Regions from separate parts of the Mus musculus genome. Here region 1 is linked to region 2. A link is a contact called in public promoter capture Hi-C data. All regions are on one chromosome and are shown on one strand. The core of a region is the stretch at or near the end of the contact, and the rest is flanking DNA. Distances in the headings are between cores, read along the strand shown.

Region 1 (4,438 bases), core at 1,463-3,962, 1.2 Mb before region 2:
TATCCATTTTATATTTCTATGGATCTATGCTCCATTTTAATTGTACTCGTGTGACTCTCTCTCTTCTCTCTCTCTCTCTCTCTCTCTCTCTCTGTGTGTGTGTGTGTGTGTGTGTGTGTGTTTGTGTAAACCTCAGAAGTGCATGTTAAAACCAGAAGACAACTTGAGGAAGTTAGTTCTCTCTTTCCACCATATGTGTCCCAGGAATTGAACTCAGGTCATCAGACTTGGTGGCACATGGCTTTAGCTGAGCCACCTTGCTGTCCCTGATTAAACACTTTATTGCACCAGGATTTTTTTTCCAAGACAGGGTTTCACTGTGTAGCTTTGACTTCCTGGAACTCATTTTGTAGAGCATGGTGACCTTGAATTCAGAGAGATCCAACTGCCTCTGCTTCCGTACTGCTGGGATTAAAGATGTAGCCACATCACCTGGTTACAACAGGATTCTCTCTCTCTCTCTCTCTTTTTTTTTTGTTTCTTCAAGACATGGTTTCTCTGTGTAGACTTGTCTGTCCTGGAACTCACTCTGTAGCCCAGGCTGGCCTCGAACTCAGAAATCCTCCTGCCTCTGCCTCCCTAGTGCTGGGATGGGATTAAAGGCGTGCGCCACCACACCCAGCTTTACCTCAGGATTCTTAATTCTTTTGCTTACTTTACAGCCAAAACATGACTCAGTTGCAAATACTTACCTGATAATGACATACATTTTATCACTAGAATATATTTTATGCAGACAGGTACCATAAAATGCTGACATAAATCCATGAGCCTATGACTTTAATGAGGTACCCATTTCTTAGGGGACACTCACTGAAGCTCATCGGAATCTTTTCTTGGAATATGTTAACATTTCTAAACTAAAGCTCTTAGTTGTAATATTAAAAAGAATTTGAAAAGTATGGGTCTCTTTTTCCCTTGTCTTGAAGTCTGATGAATACAGACATCACTAGAACTTCGGTTCAAAAAATGTATTTACTACAACTTTCATGGAAGTAAAGGCATCTTTTCTTCTTTTAAACATGGCAGCATGAGACATGCACAAGAAGCTTGACAAACTGTGAATGAAATATTAGTTGTTATTAAATGGCTTCACAACTGTTTAAGTTTTGAAAGCAAGTGTTGATTTACCCTGTAATTATAGGATGGATTCATTAAGAAACATTATTGAGGGCTAGAGAAATGGGTCAGAGGTTAGGAGCACTGACTTCCCTTCCAGTGGTCCTGAGTTCAATTCCCAGAAACTACATGGTGGATTACAACCATCTGTAATGGGATCCAATGCCCTCTTCTGGTGTGTCTGAAGACAACTACAGTGTACTAAATGTGCATTAATAAATAAATAAATAAATAAATCTTAAATTTTTTTCTTTATAAAAAATTATCAAACCTATTCTCAAAGCTATTTTGTGTCTTATAATGGACTTAGTGCAGTTCTTTTTGTTCAGAAACACTGTACCCCTGAACTTTTTTTTTTTTTTAAACTGCACTAAAACTTTGCCATTGGTAAGCCACTGAGCTGATGTGCAGCAGGGCAGGGTAGAATATGATAGGGGTGAAAGGAATTTCCCCACTGCCCTCTGAAGGTTTGCTGGAATACAATGTCTAGGATAAATTAAATGGGAGAAAAGTGTGTGAATGCGTTATTGTCCTTAAGTACAGCCCAACGTGATTCAGAAAGTTTTTGGCCCCACTCTTTCTAGGAGAATTGAAGTACAGGAAATGTCAGAAAACAACATGCTGGGTTTTTCTCTTCTTCTTGTTGAGCTTTTTTATTTTGTTTTTATTATCAACCTTATACAAGTGGAGCTCATCTTCAAAGAGGACTTCTTTCCCACCCAAACCACCCCATGCAAAAGCAAGAGGTTTATTTTCCAGAGCATTGAGACGAGTTAATAAGAAGGCGACCCCAAATGGCCATTACAGTTTTTATACTTTTTAGGAGCACAGGTTACACCAGCAAGATTATACCTCAACCTTATTGGCTAAGCATATTGACCTTTAAACCTATTGGCTAGCAAGCATGACAGGTATTTGAACTCTACCTGGGACTTTCCCGAGGGTCAGGTAACTATCAGTCAGTTTTTTTCCACCTTCCCAAGGAGGAAGATGTGCTGGCTAACAATAGTGCTCCATAGTGTTTGTCATCTATTTCTTGCTTTTGTCCCCCAGCGTTGTCTCATACTTACCAGGTGAAAAATAGCTGCTGCAGTTTACCTAAACATCTTATTATCTTATTTCCTAAAATCTCTCTTTAATTGTTAATACCCTGGGCATCCTTCCACTTGAGGACCAGATTGAAAACTCTACTGCAAGTTGAGTAATGGGCTATGTAAAGGCTATTCCAGGAGGAAGAAGGAAGTGCCTCCGGAGTACTGAGGGGAGTTCAAGCAAGGGCTGAAGTGGCAAGGTAGTGAGTGCAGGATCTATTGCCACAAAGGGAGGAGCAGGTGGCTGAGCAGCGGAAACTGGAGTGGTGGTTCCTCCCGCGGGGCTGGGTGGGAAGACAGACAGGTAGGATATTGGAGGACAGGCACAAGTGCTACTGAAATGTACATCTCTGCACATCTGGAAAACCTTTTGCCCTGGACTGGAAGCCTGAACCGGGAACTTCTAAGTTGTGTACGTCAGCACGCTCTTACCCTAAGGGAGGTGCTCAAGTCACACAAGACTCACTGGCCAATCAGAGGCTTCAGATGGACCTGCCAGTCAGAAAAGGAGGAGGATTCATCCGGGTGTCGAGCAGCAAGTTCCGCTCTGAGACTGAGCAGTCTTGAAGGTTTCTGTGTGATGTACTCTGAACTCTGCTACTGGGTACTGTGAGGGACGCTCTGAAGTCGCGACATGGTGAGCACAGGGTCACTGCCCACAATGGGGAAGAGCAGGCTGCTGAGCCTCGGGAGCTGTTGTGGTGGGTCTTCCCTGGGGCTAGGTGGGAAGTGTCAGCCAGATGCGGCTACCTGTCAGGTCCCTTGTGGTCATAGTCATTCCCTGGATCCGGCGGTAGCCACTGAATAACTTCACTATGGGAGCTGTGACTGGGCAAAACTTTTAGAGTTGGGACTTGTGTGTAGAAACATCCTTGGCAGGATGCCAAACTCGGAGAGCCCTAGTTTCCCTTTTGTCTTCTACATTTAATATTTAGATGTAAGATCCATTTGGACTTAAGTTTGTGGAGGTTGTAAAAGGCATCTCATGCATTGGGTAGCAATCCAATATTAAGCTGAGATGTAGAAGAGTAGAATTGATGATGTAAAGGATCTACCAATGCTTAGGAGATAGTAGAATTTACTTCAGGGAGAACTGCTATAAACACTCCACAGATAAGTAGTGTGCTAACCAGACCTGTTAGAGATTAGGATACTAGGATACACATGTTTATTCACGAAGATTATCCAGAAATTTGGCTCTAGACCATAGCAAAGAAGACACCTCTTATTTACAACTAGCCACTAAGCCCATCCTCATATAAAAGAGCAGGCCTTTAGCAAACTGCTCAAGGAGGCATTACATGGTCACAACCAACATTAAAGCCTGGTGTGCCATAAAGACCCAGTTTTCTTCTTGAGAAAACCATAGTTCTGCCACACAGGCAAGACTACACCAGGTGACAACCATTTGAAAACAAAAAACATTGTTGTGTCAAGGGCTAGCTTAATCAAGCAAGGCTTTCCATGAGGCCCTCAGATATGGAGAAGGAAACCCAGGAACATGCTTTTCAGAGCCAGTAGCAGACTGAGGCCTGGACCTGGAGAGTTTTTCCTAAGGACCTGATGAATTGAGAATAAAATAGAGCTCCTCTAAAGCAAGGGATATGCTTGTGAGAACTGTTAGTGGTCTGGGGCTCTGGGAGGGGTTGCTTCACATCCTGAACCAACTCTTCCTACCACATGGGACTGTGGCTATCAGTCCTAAATCCACTGTCAGTAATGTTCTTGAGATACCCTGTGTCCTGCTTTGGACCGCTGTTTATTAGACACCTTCTGAGTTTGTCCCATTGTATGATAGTTGCTGCTGATTTCATAGAAGTCTACCATTTTTTTCCATTTCCCTTGTTAGTAGTATACAAGATGCTATTCTTAAGAAGCTTACTTAGCATAAGACATAGTTTGTGTGAGACCTCCCATACCTAGCTTTTATACTTTCTACCTTCTACTTTTCCTATCCTTTTCATCCTCAGGGATCTTCCACTTAGAACCTTGTTACTCAAGAATAATCTGCTGGTCGGTCAGTGGTGGTGCACACCTTTAATCCCAGCACTTGGGAGGCAGAGGCAGGCGAATTTCTGAGTGTGAGGCCAGCCTGGTCTACAGAGTGAGTTCCAGGACAGCCAGGGCTACACAGAGAAATCCTGGTATACTTAAATATTTATGTTAGTATCTTTGCTGTGTAAATCTCCCATTTAAGTGGCTAGACTTGCAGACTCCAGTCCATATTT
Region 2 (4,611 bases), core at 1,921-4,420:
CACGACTCCACAGGACTGATTAATCAGTGCAGTGATGAAAATGAAACAAACAACCTCTCAAATCCCCGACACTAGTCCTTGCGAGTCCTTGTTAGGCTTCGATGTGCCAAATAATTTCTTACTTAAAGTAAAGCGCTCGCATTCAGTGAGTGTCTGTATCTGAAGTTTGAAGGTCTTAACAATACCCTGGAAAAGGTTTTTGCTTCTCTTTAGCGTCTCCATCTCCATCTGGAAAACAATTAACACACCACCCATTACATAATGCATGCTAAAGCATTAACACGCTGGACCCAGTGGACTATTTAAATACTGAGTGTTCATAATTGTCCTACAGGAGAGCCACAAGATGCGAGCTTAGAGATGTGGATGTTCAATGGGAAAGCCTTCCAACGTGCTAGGAATAAACTCCCTTGTGGAGCTGTCTTGAAAGGCGCAGTACCTGCTGTTTTCATCCATGGAATCTTGTGAGCTGTGCATGTGGTGGACAATTGTGATCACTTTAACTTTCTGGTCAAATTTTTCTCACCGAATCAAGTGTTTACAATATAAAATCAGAATTCTCAACCTTTTCCTCCTCTAAAATATGTCCTTTACCCCCACTGCCTTGTTTTTAGAATTGCATTAAAGATTTCTGGACATATCATTACTAATAACAAAAAAGAAAAAGAAATTTAAAAATAAGTAGCTGTCTTCCATTTTGGGGTTTTCTGTATTCACTCATATGATCTTCCCAACTTTAAAAATAACTACACATACACTTTAAAAGTGGTAAAAATCATTTTTAAAACTTACAAAAACCTGAACACTTTAGTAGAGCACTTTGATCTCAGGTCTTATATAAATATTATTTTTTCATATGAGCCAATCATATTCTTGGCTTAGCCGACATGCTTTTATATTCTGAATGTAGTGATGCAATAAAAAGGAATCACTCTAGGAAATTGCTTCTTTTTTATAATGCAATTCTAGACTTTCTTTGGCTCTTATGGTTTGTGTGTTCATTTGGTTCCCATGAGCAAAAAGATGCTATTTTCTTATTCAGACTTAAAACTATTATGTCACGAATTCCTATCTTGCTACTCAGCAATATTAAACAATTTTGGCTCTAGCTAAGTTTTGAAAAAACTCAAATGTAGGTGTGATAAAAGAGAGGACAATATCAATTGTCAGTGCTTGAATTTAGAGCATTTTCTGCATTGTGTTGGAGCCTGTTATTGCGTTGCTGTGGACTGCTGTAGCCAACTTCCACCCTAGAAATGGCTGCATTTCAACAATGAGGGGAATGATACTTGTAAACAAGTTTATAACCATTAATAAAGCTTAGCAAACACTGTAAGTGCTTTAAAAACACAATCCATTATTATAATTGCCTATTGTTTAATTACAACCTCTAATAGAAATGTGAAACCTTTGAAATGCAGTTTATAAAACTAGGCTTAAATTGGATGTCAAAACACTTATTTTGTTTCTCTACAAGTTTCAGGTGTCATATTATTTCTCTCTAGAGATGCTGGTGAAATTCCACCACTGACTGCTCCAATGTACTCTTTACAAATCCCTGAAAATATTTTTTCTTTAGAGTTGACAACTGCCCGCTCTGGGATCCAGATGCTATGTGCACAGTGAGATGATTTTGTTCTGCTTTGCACACATGGCCTTTTCAAACACTGTCTCCCCGGGATGGAAACTCAGCTCTCCCCGGGATGGAAACTCAGCTTGTATAACAGAAGTTCTAAAACTTGCCCGATAATAATAAACCCAATACCTTACAGTTTATGACCATTTTAAGTTGGATAAAGCACATTCCTATCTATCATATTTATTCTCAAAATTAGTCCCATAAAGGGAGAAAAGCATTTAGTCAGTCAACAGATTGGTTAGCATGTCTGTTTAATGCTTAGTTCTCTAAAGTCCTTCAGGGATGTCTAATCTTTTGACATTGCTTGGAGAGCTGTTGTCTGTCTGCAAAGTTCTCCCTGAAGAAAAGCACAATGCAGTTAAATACTCTCATAGCATTTAAGGTTGGGTTTGGCCTCATTCATAGCTATTGTTGGCCGCAGGTTGGATGTGCTGCCAGGAAGTGCAGTCCAAAGAGCTTCAGAATTTTCCTAGGCAGACATGGACAGAAATAAAGTCAACAGAGGTAGTATGCATCTCCTGAGACTGAAAAGCAGAGACAGTACTCCTGTCCTCTCTGGCCATGAAGTTGGGGTTTGGATTCCTGGAGGACTTGACAGTGAGCGCTCAGGGAATGCTTTTGACTTGGACGCCATACACACAACTTAGAAAGGGGGAAAAAAGACTAAATAGTTCCGTAGAATTATGGTGGCAGGCATGGGGGCCTGGTCTTCTGACGCCATCCCAAAGCGTCTATGATCTTTATTAAGCAAGGGAATCTTTATTAAGCAAGAGAATCTTTATTAAGCTTTGGAATCTATCTGCATCCTTTGCTTTTGGTCTGTGCTCAGGAGGAGGTCCCTTTAGTCAGTTGAAGGTTTCCTCTTCAAGACGATGGAGAACGGTTGGACGAAGTCTGAACTGTCACTCAAGAAGAACTACCACCATTAAAGGACACCAGCGCCCAGCTAGGACTGAACACACAGCTGGAACAGATTTCTGCCTTCCAAGATGGAAACCGGTTCTCTCCCAATAGCGGGCGGTGTATAGGGCCCAGTGCCGCCTCCCAGAACCCCTTGTCGGCCTCTGCGGGCTCACAGTTCCCCAGCCCGCTGCAACCGACAGGTTGGAACCTCAGCACCCACCGTCCAGCGCGCGCATCCCAGCCTCCGCGTCCCGCACCGCGCGCCCCGTCGTCAAGGCAACCAGGGAGGCGCTGACCCCCAACCCCGCCCGGCCCCGCCCCTCGCGCAGCCCCACTCAACATGGAGACGGCCAACCCGGAAGTGGCGCGGCCGCCGCGCGCCGGGCGCTAGGAGCCGCGGGTTGCTGGCCAGGCCTCACCCGGTGACACCGCCCGGCCTCGGTTTGCCACCCGCGCTCCGCGTCCCTCCGACACCGGTCCAGGTCGGCCGCTTCCGCCCCGCTCGCCCAGGCCTGCGCCACTCTTGGGGGGGAGGAGCCGAGGCGAGGCCGCGCGGGCGGGCGGAGGGAGCCAGGCCCCACGGCCGTCGACGGTTCGTATCAGCCGGGTCGGAGGAGGAGCCGGGCCGCGCGGGGCGGAGGCCGGGCCCTAGGGGCGCAGGTTTCAGGATAGCGGCGAAGCGGGGCGCGGGGCTGCGCGCGGAGGCCCGGAAGGCGCGGAGGTGATGTGGGCCCCTGTGCTTCTACGGAAGAAAGGGACCCCAGCAGCGGCGGCGGCCTCCCTACCGGTCCTCCTGACAGCAGCCCTTAGGGACCTCGCGGCAGCCCTGACTGCCCAGCTCACTGAAGTGCTCTTAAGGATGCAGTGATCAGGGTACGGGGCTCTCCCCGCGGGAGGGGCTCTGCCTGCGCTTCTGAACTCTGCGCAGAGAAAACAAAACAACAACAACAAAAAACAAAACCGAAAAACAAAACAAAACAAAAAACCCAGAATGATGCTGTCTGAGCAAGCCCAAAAGTGGTTTCCAACCCACGTGCAGGTCACAGTGCTCCAAGCTAAAGATCTGAAGCCAAAAGGCAAAAGTGGTACCAATGACACATACACCATAATTCAGTTGGGCAAAGAGAAGTATTCTACATCTGTAGCAGAGAAAACCCTGGAGCCGGTCTGGAAGGAGGAGGCCTCCTTTGAGCTGCCTGGGTTGCTCATGCAGGGTAGTCCGGAGAAATACATTCTTTTTCTTATAGTGATGCACAGGTCCCTGGTGGGACTGGATAAGTTTTTAGGGCAGGTGGCAATCAATCTCAATGACATCTTTGAGGACAAACAAAGAAGGAAAACAGAGTAAGTTATATAATTTATTTTGAATTTTGGGTACTTAAAGATATATGGATTTACTGTTCTTGAACATAGTATATTTGAGGCATTGGTCTTTGGGATTGAAATAGGATCCAGTATTAAGCACTTCTCTTTGCATGACTTTGAAGGGAAATAGCCTTTACTCTGATTTTTTTTTTAATGGAGTGATTAGTAAACCATTTTTTTTTCTCATTTCTGTGTGAGGTTAAGAGCTCTTAGTGGAATATTTTGCACTGGGTTTTAATACTTTTTATAAGAGGCCTAGAGCATGAACTAGAAAACCAGAAAATTAAATATATGCGTACCATTAGGTCTATGTTTGTTGAGCACTGTTAAAAAAATAAATTACTAGTAAAGGGTGTCAAAAGATAAGTTACTAGGTTTAGAACTCTTTATTTCAGCATTGGAAACAGTTGGCCTTATTTTTGCTCCACCAGTTTTCAGGGTCAGTACTTCTTGATAGGGTAGAAAGTTGTTAAAAGAACAAAAGTTTTGGAAGTCTGCACAGACATCTTCAGTCTTGAGCCCACTGACATTTTCCCTTTGAATTTACAGTATAGTGGAGCTATTGTTTACTGAAGAATTAGTTCAGCAAAGCTGTTGTGTAAGATCAGAGACAGTGATTACAGTCTTGTGATGCAGTGATTTAATGACTTCTTCGATGAAAACATGGCTTTTGAAATTGAACTTTCTAGCCTAAGTTAGATATA

The links. Promoter capture Hi-C pulls out the DNA fragments that hold promoters and counts their contacts.
Region 1: a promoter capture Hi-C map of hematopoietic stem and progenitor cells shows a contact between it and region 2, with 4 times the contacts expected there. The contact joins the promoter of Zfp950 here to the promoter of Rab11fip2 in region 2. A contact is called at or near these places in 2 of 39 promoter capture datasets (hematopoietic stem and progenitor cells and pre-B cells).

Annotation. Positions count from the first base shown.
Region 1 is chr19:61,139,114-61,143,551 of GRCm38.p6, reverse strand. It overlaps Zfp950 (zinc finger protein 950), which reads left to right and starts at 2,712. Exons shown (of 3, transcript NM_001001737.2): 1 at 2,712-2,847. The coding sequence starts at 2,845.
Region 2 is chr19:59,941,923-59,946,533 of GRCm38.p6, reverse strand. It overlaps Rab11fip2 (RAB11 family interacting protein 2 (class I)), which reads left to right and starts at 3,170. Exons shown (of 6, transcript NM_001033172.3): 1 at 3,170-3,886. The coding sequence starts at 3,534.